Regions from separate parts of the Sus scrofa genome. Here region 1 is linked to region 2. Evidence: chromatin contacts called from public HiChIP or PLAC-seq data. All regions are on one chromosome and are shown on one strand. The core of a region is the stretch at or near the end of the contact, and the rest is flanking DNA. Distances in the headings are between cores, read along the strand shown.

Region 1 (4,686 bases), core at 1,425-3,924, 220 kb after region 2:
AGGAAAACTGGATGAGTTCCTTCCTTACCTCCTGAAAGAGTCTGACTCAGTATGACTTATCACATCCTTCCTCACGGCCACCAGGTTACATCCCAGAGCCTCTTCTTGGTTAAGCAGGAAAGTAAAATCTGGCATTTCCTGCCCTTTTGTTAGATGAAGACCCTTTTTCCAGAGAGCTCCCCAAAGTATTCACAGCCCCAGGTCTGGGCCCCAGAAGCAAGTTAATCAATCTTTGAAAAAGGAAAGGGCCTTGACCCCCAAGGAATCTGCTTATGACAAACTCCTAGACCTTGTCACCCTGGGATGGAGCTACGAGTTCTGGGAGGTCAGGTCTGGCCCTGGGTACAAGTTGCTCCAAAGGGTTTTAACCTCCTTCCATTCCTGTCCCCATCCCTCCCCTTTCTAAGAACTTCTCTTTCTCTTTATTTTCCTGCCCCAGTATCTAGTCTCCTTCCTCACTGAGCTTTCTGCTCTGGACACTGCTCAGAACAAAGCCTACGTTTCCCAGCCTCTCTTGCAGCTAGATGTGGCTCCAGTGACTACATTCTGTCCAGTGAGCTGGCAGGAGAGGTGATGTGTGCAACCCCCTCTTGGCTCCCTAAAGTGAAGGGTATGCCCTCCCCCCGCTTCCTCCTCCATGCTTCAGATTGGACTCCTAGGAATAATGGGACTGCTCTAGCCCTGGACCACCTGCTATGGCTGTGTGTAAGAGAAACTGCCATCTTTTTTTTTTCTTTTTAATGAAATATTGTTGATTGACAATGTTGTGTTAATTTCTGCTGTACAGCAAAGTGATTCATTTATACATATATATACATCCTTTTTAATATTCTTTTCCATTATGGTTTATCACAGGATATTGAGTAGAGTTCCCGTGCTATACAGTAAGGCCTTGTTGTTTATCCATCCTATATATAATAGTCTGCATCTGCTAACCCCAAACTCCCAGTCCACCCCTCCCCACCCACCCTCCTCCTTGGCATCCACAAGTCGGTTTTCAATGTCTGTGAGTCTGTGTCTCTTCCGTAGATATGTTCATTTGTGTTACATTTTAGGTTCCATATATAAGTGATTTCATATGGTATTTGCCTTTCTCTTTCTTACTTCACTTAGTATGATAATCTCTAGGTCCATCTGTGTTGCTCCAGATGGCATTATTTCATTCTTTTTGTGGCTAAGTAATTGTCCATTGTTTATATAATGCCACGTCTTCTCAATTTATTCCTCCGTTGATGGACATTTAGGTTGTTTCCACGCCTCAGCTACCGGAAATAGTGCTGCTATGGACATGGGGTGCAGGTATCTTTTTGAATTCGGGTTTTATCCAGATAAATGCCCAGGAGTGGAACTGCTGGGTCATATGGTAACTTTTTTTTCAGGTTTTTGAGGAACCTCCATACCGTTCTCCGTAGAGAGAAAGTGCCAACCTGTCTAAACCACTGTTATGCCAGGTCTCTTTTGCCTAGAGCCCAACCCTCCCTCCTTCTCTCTTCTCCCCTCTCACGTTCTTCTCTTCTTTCTCTCTTTCCCTCCTCGTCATCAGATCCCTGCACCTTCCCTTCCTCTCTTTTCCCCCAGTCATTGGCCCCTTCCAAAGCGGCAGGTGGCAGGAGCAGGCAGCCAAGGTCCCAGATGGCTTTCTTGTTCCCCAGTCCCTGTGAACGTGTCCCCATCCTGAGGGCCCTGACCAACCGAGGGGTTGTTCCCACCCCAAGCTGTCTCCCACTGTGTCCGGCTGTGTGTTCAGACAACCTGCTCCTGGGGAGGGACAGAGAGCCAGCCAGGGCACCAATCCCAGGCAGCCCGTTCTGTGGCCTGAGGCCCAGTGCCCAGCTCTCGTCTCATGATTGCACAGTGACGACGGTGATGCCTGGAACTGGACGCTGGCCTGGGCTGGAGACCATCTGGCTGTGCCCTCTGGTTTCCCCAGAAGGGAATGCTCTTGATGTGGGGGAAGCCGAAGCCAGCCTCGAGCTGGGGGCTGACCGCTTCTGACTCTTTTATTCTTCAGCCCCGCGATGGACTTTGGCACGAGTGGGTAAGGGTGGCAGAAGTGGAGCAATGGGGGCACCCCACACCACCGTGACTCCCCTCTCCAGCCCTGCCTTCTGAGCCGCAGTGCCAGCCTCCGCTCAGCCCTCGCAGGCAACAGATGGTGCCTTGAGGACAAGCTCTGGGTCCGGGCCCGGGCGCGGATGTCAGCTGTGGTGGGGCTCCCCTTTCAGCCTCGGGCAGGCGGCTGGGACAGCCCCGTCTTCACCTGGCTGAGCAGGGCTTAGCGGGGTGAGTGAGGCTGAGCCCAGGAGGCCACATGCAGGGTACCCATGGCCCTTTGGCGGTGGAGGCCTAGTGGGAGGAGAGGCCCCAGGGTGGGGTGGGAGAGCCGAGAGCAGCCAAACTGGACCTCGCCCACAGGTGGGCACATGTGCACGGGGCCTCCTCTGGGCTCAGGTCACAGGAAGTGGATGAAGTGCATCTGTTTGCCTCCCGACCACCCTATAGCGATGGCCTGGACACCTGGGGGGGGGGCCTCTCCCTGTGCCACCCCTCGGTCCTAGACCCCCAACCACCAAGCCAAGCTCCTTGATCCCAGCCAGCCCCGGACAAGGGCCACGGCTGGCAATGACCTCACCTGGCCACTCCCAGATGGGTTCCGGTCAGCACGATGTCCTGACAGTGTGATGTCACATCAGAATTCTCGAAACACTTTCCATCTGGAGTCAACACCATTGCCGCAGCTGCTCTGAGGGCCGCGCCCCACTGCCAGCCACGGGGCAGGATCAAGTGTCCTCGTGGAAGCCAAGCTTAGGGTAGGCTTTGGAAGAACAAAGTCAAGGCAGGAGCTGCCGAGGGAACAGGGAAGCCCTGGGGGGCTCGAGTGCAGGAGCGCTGGGCCCAGGGGAGCAGCGAGAGGCCCAGAGAGGTCAAGGCTGGGCCAGGAGCCAAGGACAGGAGCTCATGGGGAATCAGGGACCAGAGAAAGTTAGATGAACAAAAGTGGCACAAATGGAGCCTCTTTCTCTGTCTGTCCCTCTGAATCTCTCTCTCTCACACACACAGACACACGCACCCCTTCACATCCATACCATCCTCTCTGCTTTATACTCCAAGACCTTTGAGCCTTGTTCATGCTGTTCTCTTGCCAGAAGTAGCCTCCCTCCACCTGGTGAATTTCTCACCCTTCAGAGACCAGCTCAAATGTCACCTCCTCGGTGACACATCCCTCCCCGCTCCCCCTCTACTAACCCCACCCTGCCCCTCCTCTATTCTTGAGATCCTTCCTCTGAGTTCCTTAACCATGCTGAGCTCACCCTGCGGGGTTGGCAGATGGGTACACAGCCCACCTGCCCACCTCCTCCACTGACAAGGGTACCCCAAGGTCAGCCAAGGCCACCTGGCAGAGCTCAGGTGTGACTTGGTTCTCTATGGACGTGCTCCTCGGGGTCTGCCCCTGGGGGAGGTTTACAGGCAGGCAGAAGGACACACCAGAGGGTCACTTGACTACCCCAAGCCAAGCACAGTTGAGGCTCAAACAAAGAGTCGCAGACAATGTTTTTACATAGGCCTTTGTCATAGACCCCCATGCAACCCATGGGCCTCCCTCTCTCGCTTCAGCGTCTTAGAGGCATCTGGCGGTTGGCCCTCACTGTGGGGAACAGAGGCAACCAGAGCAATCTGGTTTGGCTGGAAAAACAAAAACAAAAACAAAAACAAAGCTGCCCAGGTGTTTCCCACACCACAGAAGCCCCATGAAGAAGAGGGAAGCCTGGAGCCAAACCCCAGAGAGCCTGGTGGAAGGTCCATCCGGCCACTCACTAGCCACACAGGGCTAAGCCAGGAGCTTAATCAGTCAGAGCCCAGTTTCTTCCTCGCTCCAATGAAAACGTCTATAATAACAATACTCCCAGTGTTGTTAGAGGAAACAAATGAGGTAACAAGGGACAAAGTGCTTGACCAAAAAATGGACACTCTAAGGTCATCCATTTTCATTCAGGAGTTCCCATTCCAGCTCAGTGGTTAATGAATCCGACTAGGAACCACGAGGTTGTAGGTTAGATCCCTGGCCTCGCTCAGTGGGTTAAGGATCTGATGTTGCCCTGAGCTGTGGTGTAGGTCACAAACGTGGCTCAAATCCTGCATTGCTGTGGCTGTGGCATAGGCTGGCAGCTGTCGCTCTGATTAGACCCCTAGCCTGGGAACCTTCGTATGCTGTGAGTGCAGCCCTAAAAAAAGGGGAAAAAAGGGAAAAAGGAAAAAAAAACTAAGATAATATAAAGGTAGAGAGATTGACTTACACTAAATGGTATTCATTAAATGCTCATTGATGAGATTCCCTTTTAGAACAAATTCTAACTCCAAGAGTCTACAATTTTAAATGTGCTGAGAGTGGCCCTTATTTAAGCAGAATGGTTTGATTAACTGAACTCCAGCCCCCGAGCATCCTGGCTAACTGTGAGGCCTCGGCATGCTGAGCCCCCAGGCCCGGGTGCCTTGCCCTCTTCCTTGCCCTTGGCTGTGCTGAGGGTGGCTGCCTCCAAACACCTCCTGGGATTGGTCTGCCCAGAAAGAAGTCTCCTGGGAATAAATGAAAGATGGGTAAAGCAGGGGTCCCATGTGACTCAGGCATTCTACTGCCGTGGGGCAGCACAACTCTGTCCACGGTGCCATGGGGTGGGCATGGCAGAA
Region 2 (4,787 bases), core at 1,586-4,085:
TGGGGATGAGAAAAACTACCGAGTAAACAAAATCAACAGCTACCCCCTTCCACTATAGCAGGAGTGGTTGGAGCAGAGGGAAGGATGTTTTGGGTAGAGAGAATAGACTCTTTTTTTTTTTTTCCTTTTTAGGGCCACACCTGCAGCACACGGAAGTTCCTGAGCTAGGGATTGGATCCAAGCTGCAGCTGCCAGCCTACACCACAGCCACAGCAATGCCAGATCTGAGCTGCATCTGCAACCTATGCTGCAGCTTGCAACATGGCTGGATCCTTAACCCACTGAGCAAGGCCAGGGATTGGACCCACATCTTCATGGATAAGAGTTGGGTTCTTAACCCGCTGAGCCACAGCAAGAACTCTGGAATTCCTAACAAAGCCTCAGAGAGCCTTTAAAAGCTGTGATGAAGCTCCTTGTCCTGAGAGGTTGAGAAGGAACGTTGGGGAAAGTCAGCCCTTCAAAAGGAGAGCCAGATTGGTCAATCCAGACGTATGAATCACTGAATAACTTGGAAGATGTGGTTGAGGCTGGTGGTGGTGGTGGGGAATTGTAAGAAACACATACACAAGACAACTGCGAATCCTATGTGTGGAATCAGGAAAGGTTGATACTGGATGGGCCCATGTCAAGTCACACAGGTCAGTGTGACTTTGGACAAATGACTTAATCACTTGAAACTCAGTTTCCTTATCTGCAAAATCAAGAGAAGAAACCAATCTCCTGGACCACCCGGGAGAATTTCATGAGGCTGTGTAGGTGAAAACCCCTAACACATTGTGGGTTGAATCCAAGGAGAAGGGCAGGCAGAAGCCCTCAAATTTAAACAAAAGGAAAAACAGTTTGCACAGAGGATATTAATTATGGTGGCCCCAGGAAGTCTGAAAGCCAGAGCTTTGTTTTAGGGCAAAGGGATCCCAGGAATTTAACTTGGGGGCAGTAATGAGGGTTACAACTCTAGTTTTGACCCGAAACTATGTTGAAAAACCAGAACTTGCTCTTTTGCAAGTTCTTAAGTCTATATAAATGGGACAGCTGTTTATTTTATGTTTTTATTCTCCATGCATGCTTCTGCTGGCTGATTAAACTCTTTGGAACAGGGGCACCTTCAACTCCCTGAGGTCAGGAGGGCACCCATGCACCCACCACCCTAATGCTCCACTTGCTTCTGCATCTCATGCCTTTTCTCAGGGTGCAGGATGCAGGATTTGCATAGGGGCAAACTTGAACTTCCTCCCCTCCAGCTCAAAACCAGTGAGTCTCCCACCGCTCCCGACCCCCCACGTGGTCCAGTCTGTGTGCAAAGAGTATTGAACCAGGAGAAGCAAGGCCAGTCTATGTGCCATTGGACAAGCCCTCGGCCTCTCCAAGCGCCTCTCTTCATTCTTAAAATTGTGACAACACCATCTCGGAGGGCAGCCATTGGAAATGGGAGAAACTCTGTGAGGGTAGAGTCTCATACACAGAGGGGCTCTAGACAGGTGCCTGTTTTTATCACCCTTCCATGTCTCCTGGGGCTTCCAGAGTGTCGGAGCTGTGGTCTGTGTTCTGGGTGAGAACTGGGTGGTCCCTTGGGGTCAGATTACCAGGCACAAAATTGAGGGCAAGAACCCGCATGTTCATTGCAGCACTGTTCACAATAGCCAGGACATGGAAACAAGCCAAATGTCCATCAACAGATGATTGGATTAGGAAGATGTGGTATATATACACAATGGAATACTACTCAGCCATTAAAAAGAATGACATAATGCCATTTGCAGCAACATGGATGGAACGAGAGACTCTCATACTGAGTGAAATGAGTCAGAAAGACAAAGACAAATACCATACGATATCACGCATATCTGGTATCTAATATCCAGCGCAAATGAACATCTCCACAGAAAAGAAAATCATGGACTTGGAGAATAGACTTGTGGCTGCCCGACGGGGAGGGAGGAAGTGGGAGGGATCGGGAGCTTGGGGTTATCAGATACAATCTAGAATAGATTTACAAGGAAATCCTGCTGAATAGCATTGAGAACTATGTCTAGATAGTCATATGGCAACAGAACAAAAGGTGGGGAAAAAAATGTATACATGTAAGAGTAACTTGATCGCCATGCTGTACAGCGGGGAAAAAACAAAAAAACAAACATTGCTCAACTTTTCGAACTAATATAAAAAATAATTACATGAGATTTAAAAAAAAATGAGGGCAAGAATCAGCAATCTTTTTTTTTTTTTTTCCGGGCCATGCCCTTGGCCTATGGAGGTTCCCAGGCTAGGGGTCGAATTGGAGCTGTAGTCGCTGGCCTACACCAGAGCCACAGCAACGTGGGAGCTGAGTTGCATCTGTGACTTACACCACAGCTCATGGCAACGCCAGATCCTGAACCCACTGATCGAGGCCAGGGATTGAACACACATCCTCATGGATTCTAGTTGGGTGTATAACCCACTGAGCCACAAGGGGAACTCCTCAGTAGTCATTTATTAGAGGATGTCTTGGGTTTTCGTCTGGGATCTAAAGCGGTGCTGTTACCATGGACACCAGGAGTTCCTTGCCTGTGTCCAGAGGAAGAACTGACAGATTGGCCAGGAAATCTCTGAGCTGTTTGTGGAAGAGGATGAAAGCCCTTCAGAAGTGTGAGTCCGTGGAGAGTAGAAGGGAACAGAAGAGGAAACAGGAAGGAAGGAGAAGCCACTTTCTTTCCTTTTCTTGGTTCCTCATCACATATCCAAGGGTTCCACCAGCCCTGGCCTCAGAGCCCAGCCCCCACCAAATGACCTCACCCCACTGCCAAGGGGGGCGCTTTCCCCGGAGCTGAGGCAGGGGCTCCACCCAAACAGATGGTCACGCTCTGTGGCAAACACCACATTCCACCCAGCATGCTTGAGACAATCCCCCCACGCCTGGCTCTGTGCTTGGCGCCTTGGAATAAACCAGAGACTCAAGAGAGGAAACGTCTGTTGCCACAAGCTGCTCATCACAAACAGCTGTCTTCGCACAGCCAGCTCTGGAGAGGGACGTCCCTAGGCTTGAGCCACCAAGTGACAGAGGTGCCACCAGGCTCACCCCAGGCACATCCCTGGTCACTGATGCCCAGTGTCCGGAGGAATGGCCAAGGGGATGAGAGGGTGGGATGAGCCCAAGTGTGGTATGGCCCCAGGGGTCTCTGGAGGTCGGCTCAGATTACTTGGCTTGAGAGAAAACACCAGATTGGGGCAGGACAGATTCAGCAAAAGGAAGGTTGTGCCCTCAGAAGGTGGCAGAGATGCTATCAGGAACACGAGAGGCAGGCAGGTGTGCTTAGGTGACCCAGCTCACTCTTGGCTCCTGCAGAATGAAGCCCTTTTCCTTCTTTTCTTTGATGTCACAGCTTTTTGCTCTATTATTTCCCAAGAAGCAGGAGGGCTGCTTTCCTGGGCCACTTGCTCTTTTGGGTACAGAGAGCCTGCAAGCTACCCCAGTGGTTCCAGTATTCTCAGTTGTCCAAACACATTTTTTTCTGAGCGGAAAGAACCACAGCCCTGCCCAGGCTTATGTGGCTCTCGGGTTAGTTTCTTTCTCAGGATCAGGTGAAACTTCAGGAGCACACGTTCTGCTGCAAGAAAGCTCCAGGCTTATCAGCAGCCGCCTCTCAGGTTTCCTGGGAAGGTCACGTACTTCATCCAAAGCTCTGGAGATTTTTCCAAAGCTCAGGGCCATGTGGCTTGATCCTTCCCTCACGTAGGCAGGCCCCTGGCCTCTCCTGGCCTGCAGGCTCTGTCTTGGGCCATCACACCCTCACAGGGTGAACTGAAGGGGATGGAACATGCCAGGAGCTTGTGCTTAGCTTGTGCTTAGGGTTGGAGGGGGGGGACTTCTCCTCTCTTAACCACAGCCAGGCACACTCAGCCCATCTAGTTCCCTCGGAACGCATGCCCTGGCATGTTGAAATCTGAATGGGATCTTTCTAGAGAACAGATGCCCAACCAGCTTCCCTTATCCTCCCCCACCCCACTCCACCACCATCCCACACATGCTGGCCTATTTAAAATGCCAATCTGGGAGTTCCTATTGTGGCTCAGCGGTAACAAGCCTGACTAGTATCCATGAGGATGCGGATCCAATCCCTGGCCCTGCTCAGTAGGTTGAGGATCCACTGGTGTTGCTGTGAGCTATGGTGTAGGTTGCAGACATAACTCGGATCCTGTGTTGCTGTGGCTGTGGTGAGGGCCAGTGGGTGCAGCTCCAATGTGAGCCCTAGCCTGGGAACTTCCATATGCCAAGGGTGCGGCCCTAAAAAAAAATGCTGTTCTGTGCCCTCCCTCCAGTTAGAAAGCATCTCTGATCTTCATCTCTGATCTACATCCTCAGGCCCAATCGCCCTTTACTCTGCTCCAATAAAGTGCTCTGAGCGACTTTACCCCCTCTTGCTAGCACCCATATCACCCACTACCAGCTCCAGACAACACCCTGTGCGCACACACCGTGCCTCTCCTGGAAAATCGGTACCACTTCTCCTCAGTCTGGAGCAGACATGGCTGCTCTGTGCCCTTTCTCCTCCCATGGGCATTGTTGTCATTCTGTGCTCAGGAGCTAGCTGCTACATCCACGAGGGGCCGCGGTACCTCACCTGTTTCATGTCTGTCTCCCGCCCTTGCAAAGAATGGTTAAGTAACTAACACAAATTTCTCATCTACTAAATATGAAAGCCAGGGTTTGAACCCAGAGTTTCCATCCTTTTTAAAAAATTTTATTTATTTTTCTATTTACTGCTGCACCTGTAGCCCATGGAAGTTCCCAGGCTAGGGCCTGAATC

Evidence for each region. HiChIP or PLAC-seq counts read pairs in DNA pulled down with a chosen protein or histone mark.
Region 1: a contact with region 2 is called in an H3K27ac HiChIP or PLAC-seq map of skeletal muscle, with 2.8 times the contacts expected there. The contact joins two enhancer-like sites. A contact is called at or near these places in 1 of 47 Hi-C or Micro-C datasets (liver) and 1 of 2 datasets of contacts at active chromatin or transcription factors (skeletal muscle).

Annotation. Positions count from the first base shown.
Region 1 is chr3:59,021,952-59,026,637 of Sscrofa11.1, forward strand. No RefSeq gene overlaps it. Among named protein-coding and RNA genes, the nearest start is that of ATOH8, 23 kb to the left of the region's middle. Within about 2 kb of position 2,675, at least 14 of the 83 cell types and tissues checked have an H3K27ac peak or open chromatin away from gene starts, as enhancers often do. A contact at or near this core is called in skeletal muscle, where this site is marked.
Region 2 is chr3:58,804,171-58,808,957 of Sscrofa11.1, forward strand. No RefSeq gene overlaps it. Among named protein-coding and RNA genes, the nearest start is that of ST3GAL5, 56 kb to the right of the region's middle. Within about 2 kb of position 2,836, at least 13 of the 83 cell types and tissues checked have an H3K27ac peak or open chromatin away from gene starts, as enhancers often do. A contact at or near this core is called in skeletal muscle, where this site is marked.